Regions from separate parts of the Zea mays genome. Here region 1 is linked to region 2. Evidence: chromatin contacts called from public Hi-C data. All regions are on one chromosome and are shown on one strand. Each heading gives the region's core, a stretch centred on a gene start, on an enhancer-like site or on the middle of the called end of the contact. The rest is flanking DNA. Distances are from core to core; before and after follow the strand shown. Region 1 holds the start of LOC100191300. Region 2 holds the start of LOC100279988.

The links. Hi-C and Micro-C count contacts between places; a contact is called where the count stands out from the background.
Region 1: a contact with region 2 is called in a Hi-C map of ear, with 2.2 times the contacts expected there. The contact joins the promoter of LOC100191300 here to the promoter of LOC100279988 in region 2. A contact is called at or near these places in 2 of 25 Hi-C or Micro-C datasets (ear and tassel).

Annotation. Positions count from the first base shown.
Region 1 is chr2:86,015,100-86,020,803 of Zm-B73-REFERENCE-NAM-5.0, forward strand. LOC100191300 reads left to right here and starts at 2,933. Exons shown (of 6, transcript NM_001136734.1): 1 at 2,933-3,488. The coding sequence starts at 3,167.
Region 2 is chr2:85,767,246-85,773,357 of Zm-B73-REFERENCE-NAM-5.0, forward strand. LOC100279988 reads left to right here and starts at 4,038. Exons shown (of 10, transcript NM_001152936.1): 1 at 4,038-4,492; 2 at 4,607-4,742; 3 at 5,584-5,807; 4 at 5,892-6,112. The coding sequence starts at 4,479.

The DNA.
Region 1 (5,704 bases), core at 1,683-4,182, 250 kb after region 2:
GCCGCTTAGAGATGCGTAACACCCTACGTCTTGATGAGTATGCTGAGTGAATGAGGTTACAAGAGAGCTCTCTGAATTGAGAATGCAGAGAGTCGAAGTGGGTGGCTAAGTAATAGGGTCGATCGTTCTGAAGGGGTGCCCCCTAGACCTTATATACTCGACCGTGGGGCAATACACGTGGATATGATAACAATGTGTAGCTAAAAGATAGTGAACTGTTTGAGTTTATCTCCTTGTAGTTCTGCCGACTTATCCTCGCATGGCTCCGTTGCATGGGGGCTCCAGCGCGGGAAAGTCGGATCTTTGTTGTGGTCGCTCGTTCGACGTTGTGGGCCGTCCGGGTTTGCACCAATCCGGCCCCATGTCGATCTGCTTTGCTGGTTGTCCCTCCCCAGGCCCACGAAAGAATGACCTTACGATTTATTGGGCCCTTGGGCCTTTCGTGAGGTCTTTTACTCTTTTAGTGGACCCGGGGGATATCTATCCCCCACATCAGGGATCGAGAAAGGGATATTTCGAAAGGATCCTTCTCAGCGAAGGAAACGGGCCCCGAGCCCTCCTACTGATCAGGGGTTCGAAGGTTGCGCCCTGCGGGGATCGACAACTGCCCCAGAGCACTCGGGCTCCGAGCCCTTTACTGATCAGGGGATCAAAGGTTGGCCCCTCGGAAGGGTTCGACAGCTGCCCCAGAGCATGCAGAGTGAGGGATGACCCTGGGTACGTCCGTTACATGGCCGAGGCTCGGGCTACGCTCCCGAGGTACCCTAAGACATTTCCGAGACTAGCAGGAATGATTTGTAATGGAATCCCACCGGAGGGAGGCACCGAGCCCTCGGACCCTATCAAATGGGTCCGGGTCCAGCGAATCACCTGCAGGTACTTTTGGAGCGCGCCTCTGGGCCACTAGTCGACCCTTATCGAACGGGGCTCGGGTGTCCACTCGGATTACCCGCTAGCAACTCACTGGAAACACCATGTTCAGCGCCCACCGAGGGTAACATGACACGTTCCCCCTCCTCCATGCGAAAAGGTGACGACGGGGCGTACAATAAAAAGCCGAGACGACCCTCGATCGTCCTCTCGCTCCGTGCAGAGGCTCGGAGGCTGCTCTTGCACCAGGCTACGGCCAAATTGTCGACCACGTCGACATACTAGCTTAAAAACTCGGAGCCCGATCATGCACCCGAGCTGCGGCTAGGCCGCATGAGGGAACAACAAGGCCAACCGAGGAATCACGAAAAGAATTAAGACCTCAGAGGAGTCAAACCACTCCTCCGAGGCCTCGGGGCTACACCCAACGGGTGCGCTCGCGCGCACCCATCAGAACAAAGTATAACCGAGAAAGGCTGGTCCCCTTGCAAAAAATCCGGCGGAACCTCCAAGCGAGTGCCTACACTCTCTTTGAGGCTCGGGGGCTACTGTCGGGTACCGTAATTAGGAGTACCTCCAATACTCCTAAACACGGTTGAAAAACATCTTCAGAACAAACCGTAAAGACTGACAAGCACGGTTCAAGTCAGGGCCTCATCTGCCAAGAGATGCGATCTCGTCTCGCCCGATCCCGGCCTCAGACAAGAACAGTAGTCCCGGACGGATTCACGCCTCGCCCGAGGGCCTCCTCAAGCAGTGGGCACACCCCCGGCTCGCCCGAGGCCAAGCTCGGGCAAACTTTGTCGTACACCAACCTCGGCCATATCGCCTTACCACCGACCGTATCGCATGCACATTTAATGCGGGGATCACCTGGCATCTTATCTTGACACACGCGCCTCAGTCGGCAAGGTCGAAATGATCGCAGTCACTTCGCCCCCTTTACTGACCGTTCTGACAGGGAAACAACACTATTCACCCTGTTCCGACTACTGTGCCAACCCCCAGGGCAAAACTGACGACAGTAAGTCACGACCTCCTCCGAGTTCAGCCTCGGGCACAACAGGGAGCTCCGCCTCGCCCGATCCCAGGCCTCGGCCTCAGCCTCGGCATCGGAGGAATCACTGCCTCGCCCGACCTCGGCCTCGGACCGACTACGCCACAGGGGATACATCATTACCCTACCCCTAGCTAGCTGCCTCAGACTACGAAGGAACAAGACCGGTGTCCCATCTAGATTACTCCGGCAACAGGTAATGATGGTTCCCTGCATGCGTCCATGACGTCGATTGTTCTCAACTCCCTACGAAGGCAAAGAAACGTCAGCAGGACCCCGGGCTGCACCGTCAGCTATGCTTCTACAGAGCTCAAGCACTTCTTCGCCTGCCACGTTAGCGCACAGTTACACTCCCATATGTACAACTGGATCATCTCCTTGTATCTATAAAAGGGGATGTCCAGGACCTTCTCAGAGAGGGAGGAGCAGGGAGAGAAGGCGAGGGCAGAGGCGAAGGAGGCCAACTCAGACGGCTCACTCCAAGGCCAAACCCTCTCTCTCTCGACGCTTGTAACCCCTACTACGAGCACCCCGGTGCAAGATAATATAAGCCTCATCCCCCTCTTGTGTTTAATCTTGCATCAACCCATCTGGGCAGGGACACGCAACATCAAATTCACTGGTCGGTTGAGGGTCCTAGCGGATCCAAAACGCCGACAACCACATAACGCATTACATGTTCCATTATATGGTCATCAAATATTTGTTAAGCATTCTATGACACTATGGCCCAAAATGTCGTTAAAATAGTAAAAAATATGACTGAAGCACAAGTTCATGCTTTTGAGTTAAATTTATGTTATGTATTTTATAGTCACATGTTAACGCGTATGAGTGAGGGTGCAATGTTCTAATACCCGTTTAACCATTAGATAAAGATTTTTGTTAAATAATAGATCAACAGGTAAACCTATATACATATCCTAATTGCGTACCCGTCGATATATCGGGTCGCGACTCACGAGTACCCGTCGCTATCTCCATTCGCTGGTAGGACCTATGAACGTCTTTGGTTCGCCAGAAAGCTCTTGCTTATGGGTCCATCTTTCCACGGTTGATTCTGGTCGCCCGGCGGCCAGAAGCCCAGAACCTTTGCTGGCAGGCCGCGAACCAACCAAACAGCTGAAGTCTGACGACGAGCCTTGGTTCAGAGAAACAGGGCACTGGGTTTAGAGCCCTTCGGATCTAGTATTGTCGTTCACCGGCGGCGACCAGGCCAAACCCTAGAACCTTGCCAAGATGAGGTCGTTGCGAGCGGCGCAGACCCTAGTCTCCCGTTCCCTTTTCTCAGCGCGCCATCTAAGCGGCGCAGCCTCCCCCGCCACGGCCGCCGCCGCGGGCGCGCGGTGGTGTGCAGCGCCGGCGCCACCGCCCCGTTCGCCGCTTCCATCCTCGAGGGTGATGCCTGCCGGGGTTGCCGGCGCAGTATCCTTCTCCCTTACCTTCGCTACTGTAGCGGCGGCGGAGGCCAAGGCCAAGGAGCGACCGCAACCGGATCTGTTGCCGCAGAACGTGGTGCTGTACCAGTACCAGGCGTGCCCCTTCTGCAACAAGGTCAGAGGTGAGTCACCTTCCAGTGTATGTTACATTTGAAATCAGATTTCCACTTACTTCTGGGGTTAGGAGAGTTTTTCCACTTCTGGGATCAGGAGATTTTTTTGACTCATTTTTGTGCAGGAATATATGCATTTTTTAAATGCTAGAGCACATCATCTTATATAATAAAAAATCTACATGCTTTGCTCTGCTTGCTTAGAGATGGATAAGACACACACCCAATACTCCAATAGATGAACTTAATCTGGTAAATTCAAGAAGCAGTCATTCATCACAAAAGGGTGCATCACTACTGAGAGGAGTGCTAGGTTGCTGAAGATGAGGATGATACATGACCATTAAGTTGATTCCACAAGGATTACTTCTATTTCCACAACTGCTGATTGTTGGTGGTCACAATATTGTTTGTTGTTTGGTTAACTGCAGAAACTGCAACACCAATCCAAGACCAACCAGGATCAAACCAACTATAAGGTTGTGTTCCAGTTTGGTTTGGTTTGAAAACCATCAAGCGCTGCCTGTTACCGTCATCCTTAGTTAGGGAGGGACCCTTGAATCGAACTATATCCTTGCAGGTGTGCGATCTACTATCTTCAAAAACATTGCTCGACTGCCTCCAGAATTAACTCAACTCATCCCAAACAGAGCTTTCTGCTGTCGTATCAGGCATCTAAACATCCAAATCATACTCCTTGTCCCAGATTGGGTGGAAGAACTCACAGCTACGGATGCAAGTGAGCTATCCCGTGAACCACATAAAGGTTTAATTTTGCGGGTTGCCACGAGCTACCCACAAGGCCACAACCACAAAGTTAAGCCTTTATGCGGGTTCACGGGCTAGCCCACTTGCATCCCTAATCAGTGTGAGAGAACAACAGAACTAAACGAACCAAGAAAACTTGCCTTCCTTTGCTGAGCCATATAGAATAATGGTGGGGGGCGGGGTGGCACCAGAAAAGTTAGGGACCAGCAGGTATCAGTTTTTTTTGTCTTCCTTTTTTATTAGAAACATGAGTTCTGTTAGGCTGTAGGTTGAAGAGACAGAGATGCAGCCTGCCATCTCAAAACTGTTGAGCTTGTATATAATTTGCTGGTCTAAAACCATAAAAATCTTACTTTTCTTGGGCTAGTCTGGTTTTTTTTTTCTGCTAACCGCCTAACCCATGTAAAAGTGCATGACAAGGCTACTCCTTAATGCATCTAGCTCCATTGTAGCAGCCAATATGTGGCATGCCACCATGTTCCGCTCTGTCTATTCTCTTTATTTTCCATCACCCCCATGTTTCCATGTTGCTCACAATGATAGGGATGTTAATATTTATGCGGCAACAAAACTCTCATACGTGTCATAGATACGTGGATGCAGCATCCTCCAAAAAATGCATGATAGTAGTTTTAAATAAATTATATTGCATTACTATCTGAAAGTACTAGCAGCCTAACAGGAACATTAAAATTACCTTGCAATATTGCCGTTTTTCAATTTTCCTTGCAACTTTCCAATTAGCCAACAGCAAAGCCAAGCATCTCCATTCACCAGTGCTCCAAGTCTGGACTTTTGCAAAAACCAAATAAGAATGTGTAGCAATTAGGGGCTCTTTTTTTCGTGACGGTGCCTAAGCACAAACAATTAGGTCTTGTGTTCTTATTTCTTACCCCTGCTTTGAAGTCTAATTGTGATTTTGCCCTCATTTAACTTTGTGATACTGTCCCTGCTTTTCCAAAACGAAGGTAGAGTTTACTCCTAGTTTAGACTTTAGAGGAGTTAACACTACTCGGCCGGTAGGGGAAAGACGCCCGCACGTATTATATTAAGAAGCTCAATTGGAACCCCGACCGAGAAAGGTCACGAAAGCTGCCCCTCGTGCAACATGAGTGTCCGACCCATATTGGCCAGATATTTACTCGTGCTTTGAGCTCTCCCAGCCCCTACACGAGGATCTGCCCCTCATAGGTCAGTCCATCTCGTGTGCACACAACCAGGGGAACCAACGAGTGACCTTTTTTAATCCCAGCTTGTAATTTGTTCCCATTGGGATTCGAACTCAGAACCTGAGGAGTGCTACTTGTTGAGTACTTGATTTCAATCCCCTGAAGGCATTGAGAATCAAGGCAACACAAGTTAGGAATGGGGACCTTCGTCCCGAGTTTAACACTTCTTTAGAGTGTTAATGCGGAGGACTAAGGTCTTCAGGTGGAAATGTAAATAGAAATGAAGCG
Region 2 (6,112 bases), core at 2,788-5,287:
AATTGTACTAGTGTTCACACAACTGATTTCCGAGCTAATTCCGCGAATCTATCTAACAACCATAGCACAAAACTCGAAACCCTAATCTGCTCTGCGCACGCGCGGACTGTCCGAACCGCGGACTGTCCGGCCTCAGGGCCGGACCGTCCGCACACTCATTTTGGTGCCAAACAATAATGTATCATGATATTATATGTTACCGTTGCAAAGCACAAACACTCACCTAGTAACTAAGACTTGAACCACTGGTCTCGACCGAGCTGAGTACAACTATCAACTTTACAACGACCCAGTTGAAGAACAGCACGTAGAATATCAATCTCTAAAAGCGGACCGGACACAACAAATAGATTTTTTTGGGTCGTCTATTTGGAAAGAAAATATTTCCCACCCTCTACCGCTGGACTTCGCCTCTCTCTCGCGCGCTCCAGCTCGTGCCTTAGCCTTCGCCTAGCGCTTGCACATGCCTTCCACCACTGCATGCTCCTCGTCGCTATCTCGCTCGAGCCTCCTCTCCACGGGAAAAAAATAGATGCCACAAACCTCAAAGCAATGTCCCCACCTTATGCCAGACACCGTCTCAATCCCATTTTAAGGTATTATTCGTTTTACTGTTAATACATGTGTATTGTGTGATATTAACTCAATTTAAATCTATAGTAAATCAAAATCCATAACAATCCATTCCAGTACAATCCAAACCGCATGTAGACTTTGTTCGGTTATTTTCATTCCATGTGGATTGAAGAGGATTGGAGTGTCTTGATGCCGTATTTGGTTATTCCAATTCCATATGGATTGGATTGTATTGGAATGAATTGGGATGTATTTTGACTTGCTATAAATTTAAACCGACTAAATACCACTCAATCCACATAGATTAATAGTGAAACGAACAAGCCCTGAGGTGGATTTTGACTTACTATGGATTTTGACTTACTTAGGATTAAGACTTGTATTAATAAACCAATAGATGTTGGACCTGACCCACTACCTACGTAAGATTATCTCCAGCAACGTCCTCTATATACATCCTCTATATCCGTCTTTTACAGTCTTCTCTAAAAGATTATATCCCCTATATCTATTTTCATTCCGACAACGTCCTCTAAATCACGTCCTCTATATGTAAATATCTATATTAAAGATATTTTTTAATTTTTAATTTTTATACATACGTGTTTGTCATACTCTCAAATATATTGTACATATTTTAGTTTTACTAAACCGGTTGTTTAAAGTATTCAAATAGATAGAGAACCGTTTAGAGAAACTCTATATATAGAGGATCCAGCAGCGTCCTCTAAATTTAGAAAACCGTTTAGAGGACGCTGCTAGAGTGAGTAGAGGACGTCATCGTCCTCTAAATTTAGGGTACAGAACCCTTTAGAGCTCCTTGTTGGAGCTAGTTTAAGAGTATGAAAGTAATTACAAGGGGCTAACCCCAAAATCCTAAATGGGTTCTAACACCCCCAACGTAGTATCAACTCTATAATGTAATAATGTTGAGAGTGGATCGAAAATCGATGAAGATAGGTTACGCTGAGAACTCGAACTTCAACGACGGTGACACGCTCGCGGATGAAGTGTAGGTCGATCTCCACGTGCTTTGTACACTGGTGCTACACAGAATTGGTGGAGAGGTAGACCGTGCTGACGTTGTCGCAGTAGAACGAGTGTTAATGTTCCAAAAGTTTATATTCTTGTTGTTAATCCGATGATTAAACAAGACCATGTTATGTTAAATGGAACATGGAGTGACCATCCAGGAAAATAGTGCAACCACGAGTGCTATCATGGTTTTGGCTTTGATAAATAGTTTTATAGACTTAGTGTTTAGCAACTTTACCTGAAAGATGGGTAAGAGGGGATGACAATGGTTTGGTGGCAGCTCACGTTAACATGGGGTGGTAGTCTTGGCTAAGATACCTCGCCCAGAGAGTCACCAATACTAACGTGAAAACCTTAGCAAGTGGTTTTGTACTAAAAATATTTTGTGAAAGCCTCATAGTGGATCCCTAATCATTCACCTAGGAAGTGTTTACGGGTCCGATCAACCCAGGGGCTCGACGAGAGGATTCCAGTCATAATATATATATATATATATTAATTTTCGTAATTATCTCATTTTTAAAATTAAAGATAATTCTAGAAAAAGGCTGAAATCAATTTTAATGCCCAAAAAATATCTCGAAGACTTCAAAAATTACAGGAAAATTTCTAGATATGATTTGGCACCTAATGAACACAAAAAACATGTTTAGTACTTTTGAAAAATGTTTTAAGTACCTCAAATAAATAGATTTTAAATTTCAGAAAATAGAAAATATGAAAATTTACGAGAAACTTCTACAAGACAAATTATCATGTTTCAAACACTTCTTGCACTTAGAAACATTATGCAACAGCATGAATGCAACAACCATGACACTTCTAGGGCTCACGCCAACATAAAACAAAATAACTCTCTATTGTTTTAATAAAAGGAAAAGAAAAGTGAAGAAAGGAAAGGTAACACCTGAATTTTGAGGACAGAGCAAAGAAATTTTTATACCCCAAAATGCAAGGTGTTACACTTTCTCAATACATTAGATGAATTTACAAACATACCTTCGGCTCATGAACAGTGGGATGCAAGAAGGTTTTCGAAGGCTAAACACTACAAAGTTATGGTCCTTGGAAAATGTACTTTATGCAGCGCACTGTTCATCTATTTATAGGGGAGACTAACCATCTTTATACATATTTACAGTAATGCCCATCAAAGCTTTCATACGCTGTTTACAAATAATACAATGTCAGTATCATATTTTATCTGTCTTTGGTTTTTGGGTCTCAGCCTTCGTCATTTAGGGAAGTCATTGCTTTTGGTCGTCGTTTCTGCTGCTTGCACATAGACGAAGTGTCTTTATTTAATGCTTCAGCCGAATGTTGGCTTCGTTTGTAAGAAGAAACGTTCCTTAAACACATTTACTTATGCCGAAGCTATGTGTTATTCGTTGTTTGTTTCTTCGTCAACAAGTAATCTTCGGCATGGCTTTTGTTGTGTCCTTAAGGTAGTCATGCAATACAGTTAATCAGAGGACCTTCGACAATGTATGCCCCCCAACAATGACTCCCTCTCCTGCATCGGTTAGGTCAAAGGCCTCAGGTAGAGTCAGGGGGTCGTGGCGTTCTATCGGAGTCCGGGATGACCCGATGGATTTTATGTGTCAACGGGTGGTCATAGAGGCTTGCACAAACTCTAAGCATTCAACAATAAGGATCATACTTATTGCATTGGAAGTTGCGACAATGTATAGAGAGGCTCATTTTATTTCGAGTGACAATCATTAGGAAACTAGTTAATATCAACACTCTATGTTAGACTACCGACGAAAATTACTATTTTCCGTCGCTAGCTTTCAGCCGACAGAAACTAGCTAACTTTTATAGATTTATCTAAAGATCCACAATTTTAGTCCATACAAAATTTAGTTTTTCTATTGTGGTAAGCCTGTATTTGGTTTTGCGCTATTTGCAAAAGGCGAGAAGATAGGGACTTAGTTTTTCTTAAAAGTTCGGAAGCAGAGCGTTGCCAACTTTTTTTTTGCACCATCGTCTGGTAGCCCTACACAGCACAGGACTACAGGAGACCATTTTCGAAGCGAAAAGGTTTCCACCTATGCTTTTGCTTCGCTAATTGCGTGACGAATAAATTTTTTATTTATACAGTTATTATACAAATAATATAGTAACTTCTTTGAGCATATTTTTTGTTTGGTCAGCAATTGGACCAATTTAGAATTTAGAGGGAGAACCCGAAGAAGAAGAAAATGGGGAGCGCTGGGGCCTGGGTGAGAGCTCCAAACGAGGTGGAGTAGCACAGCGGCCTGCGGCCCCTCATGTAGGTGGTAGGTCTGTGTTCTCGAAACAAAATCACATGTGTACTTTCTAGATTTATTTACCAAAGTTAAAGAAGGAAACTCCGACAGACCAAAGTCCTAACAGGTCTTTAACAACCCACGATCTGAAAGCAAAGCAGCAAAGCAGACCAACCCAGCGCAGCGCGCAACACCTCGCCAATTGCGACGCCGCCGCCGTCACTGTCGCCGCAGGAGTGCGAACCACGCTGCCGCCCGCTCCCGCCGCCCAAACAGCTTTATCCGAGCCCCGATTCGCCGGATCACATGCTGCGGCCACCTCTCAAATGACCTCTCAACTCCAGAGCACTTTGCTCCTGCTCCCGCTCTTCGCCGCCGCTGCTTTGGGCCGCGGCGGCGACGCCTCGACTGCGCCGTCGCTGGAGTTCCACCATCGGTTCTCCGCACCGCTGCGGCGGTGGGTGGAGGCCCGAGGGCGCGCGCTCCCTGGCGGGTGGCCGGCTCCCGGCAGCGCCGCGTACGTCGCCGCCCTTGCCGGGCACGATCGCCACCGGGCGGTGTCGGCAGCAGGGGGTAGTAGCAGCGACGCACCACCGCTCACTTTCGCCGAGGGAAATGCCACCCTCAAGGTCAGCAACCTCGGATTGTAAGGCATCTGTCTCTGTCTGTCAGAATTGTGTATGTTTGCGTTTCCGTGTCTGAGAATTTCACCAGAAAATTATTTCCTCTTGATTCTGGTGTAGTTTGCACTATGCTCTTGTGACCGTTGGCACACCGGGCCAGACGTTCATGGTGGCGCTGGACACAGGCAGCGATCTCTTCTGGCTGCCTTGCCAGTGTGACGGCTGCACGCCTCCAGCCACTGCTGCCTCTGGATCAGTAAGAGCTCACCTCTCCTCAGAATTCTGTGGATCTTCGGATCTGTTTGGTTATGGTCAGAAATGAGTATCACTCCACACAGCTGAGTGTTGGCAATAATTCCAACTTTAGAAACTTATGAATTGTTCAGTGTATTCAGGATTTAGTGCATGCTTAAATTTGTGCTGTATCTTGATACCCTTTTGCAAGTGTTATGCTTAACTGCATATCTAAGAATATTTTTGTCACGTTGCAGGACTCTAAGCTGTGACATGTGAAACTCATATTATGGTTAATATTCTATTCTTCTGATATGCCTATTCATGTAACAAAAAGGCTTTAAAGAGGCTCATGGTTAGATTAACATTAAACTCAGACTTTGTAATAATTTTAGTCTGATGCCTGATTTTATCCATCATCTAAAAACAATCTAAAGGCAACGCTTTAATGATAATTTCCCTCCTCTCAAAAACACGTTGATATGCCTAGTGAGTTTCATTCCATGCCTTTTATGTTCAACTGTAGCGAACGTAATTAAACACAAAATTGAAGCTCAATTGAGCAAAAGGCATGTTTATACAAGCCATGTACTAGCATACATCAAAATGTGGAGAATTTGAAGCTGCATTGAGTAATGGGACATTATAGCATGCTGTGTGAAAGGCTATTGATGTGCAGGTGGGAATTCATTATTGTGTTTACTAAGTATATAGCAGTTTTTCCCTATTATTTCTCTCACGGTTAGTGTGTATACTGTACTACTAATCTGGAAATTGATGTATGACAGTAAATTTTTTATGTTGGAACTGTTTACATGTATGTTCCTTGAAATTTATCTTTTATCTCACCATTTGAGTTTCAGGCTACATTTTACATCCCTGGTATGTCGTCAACTAGTAAAGCAGTTCCGTGCAACAGCAACTTCTGTGATCTTCAAAAAGAATGCTCCACAGCATTGCAATGTCCATACAAGATGGTGTATGTCTCTGCGGGCACATCTTCTTCTGGATTTTTAGTTGAAGATGTGCTTTATCTCTCAACGGAGAATGCCCATCCTCAAATTCTCAAGGCACAAATAATGCTTGGGTAATCATATTTCTGGAATCTGGATCTACTTGTAAAATACATTACATGCAGTATCTGAAAAAAAATTTACTTCTTTTTCATTAGTTGTGGACAGACTCAAACAGGGTCATTTCTGGATGCTGCTGCTCCTAATGGTCTTTTTGGACTTGGAATAGATGAGGTTTCAGTTCCAAGTATTTTAGCTCAGAAAGGTTTGACATCTAATTCCTTCTCGATGTGCTTTGGTCGTGATGGTATTGGGCGAATCAGCTTTGGAGACCAAGAGAGCTCAGACCAAGAAGAGACACCTCTTGACATCAACCGAC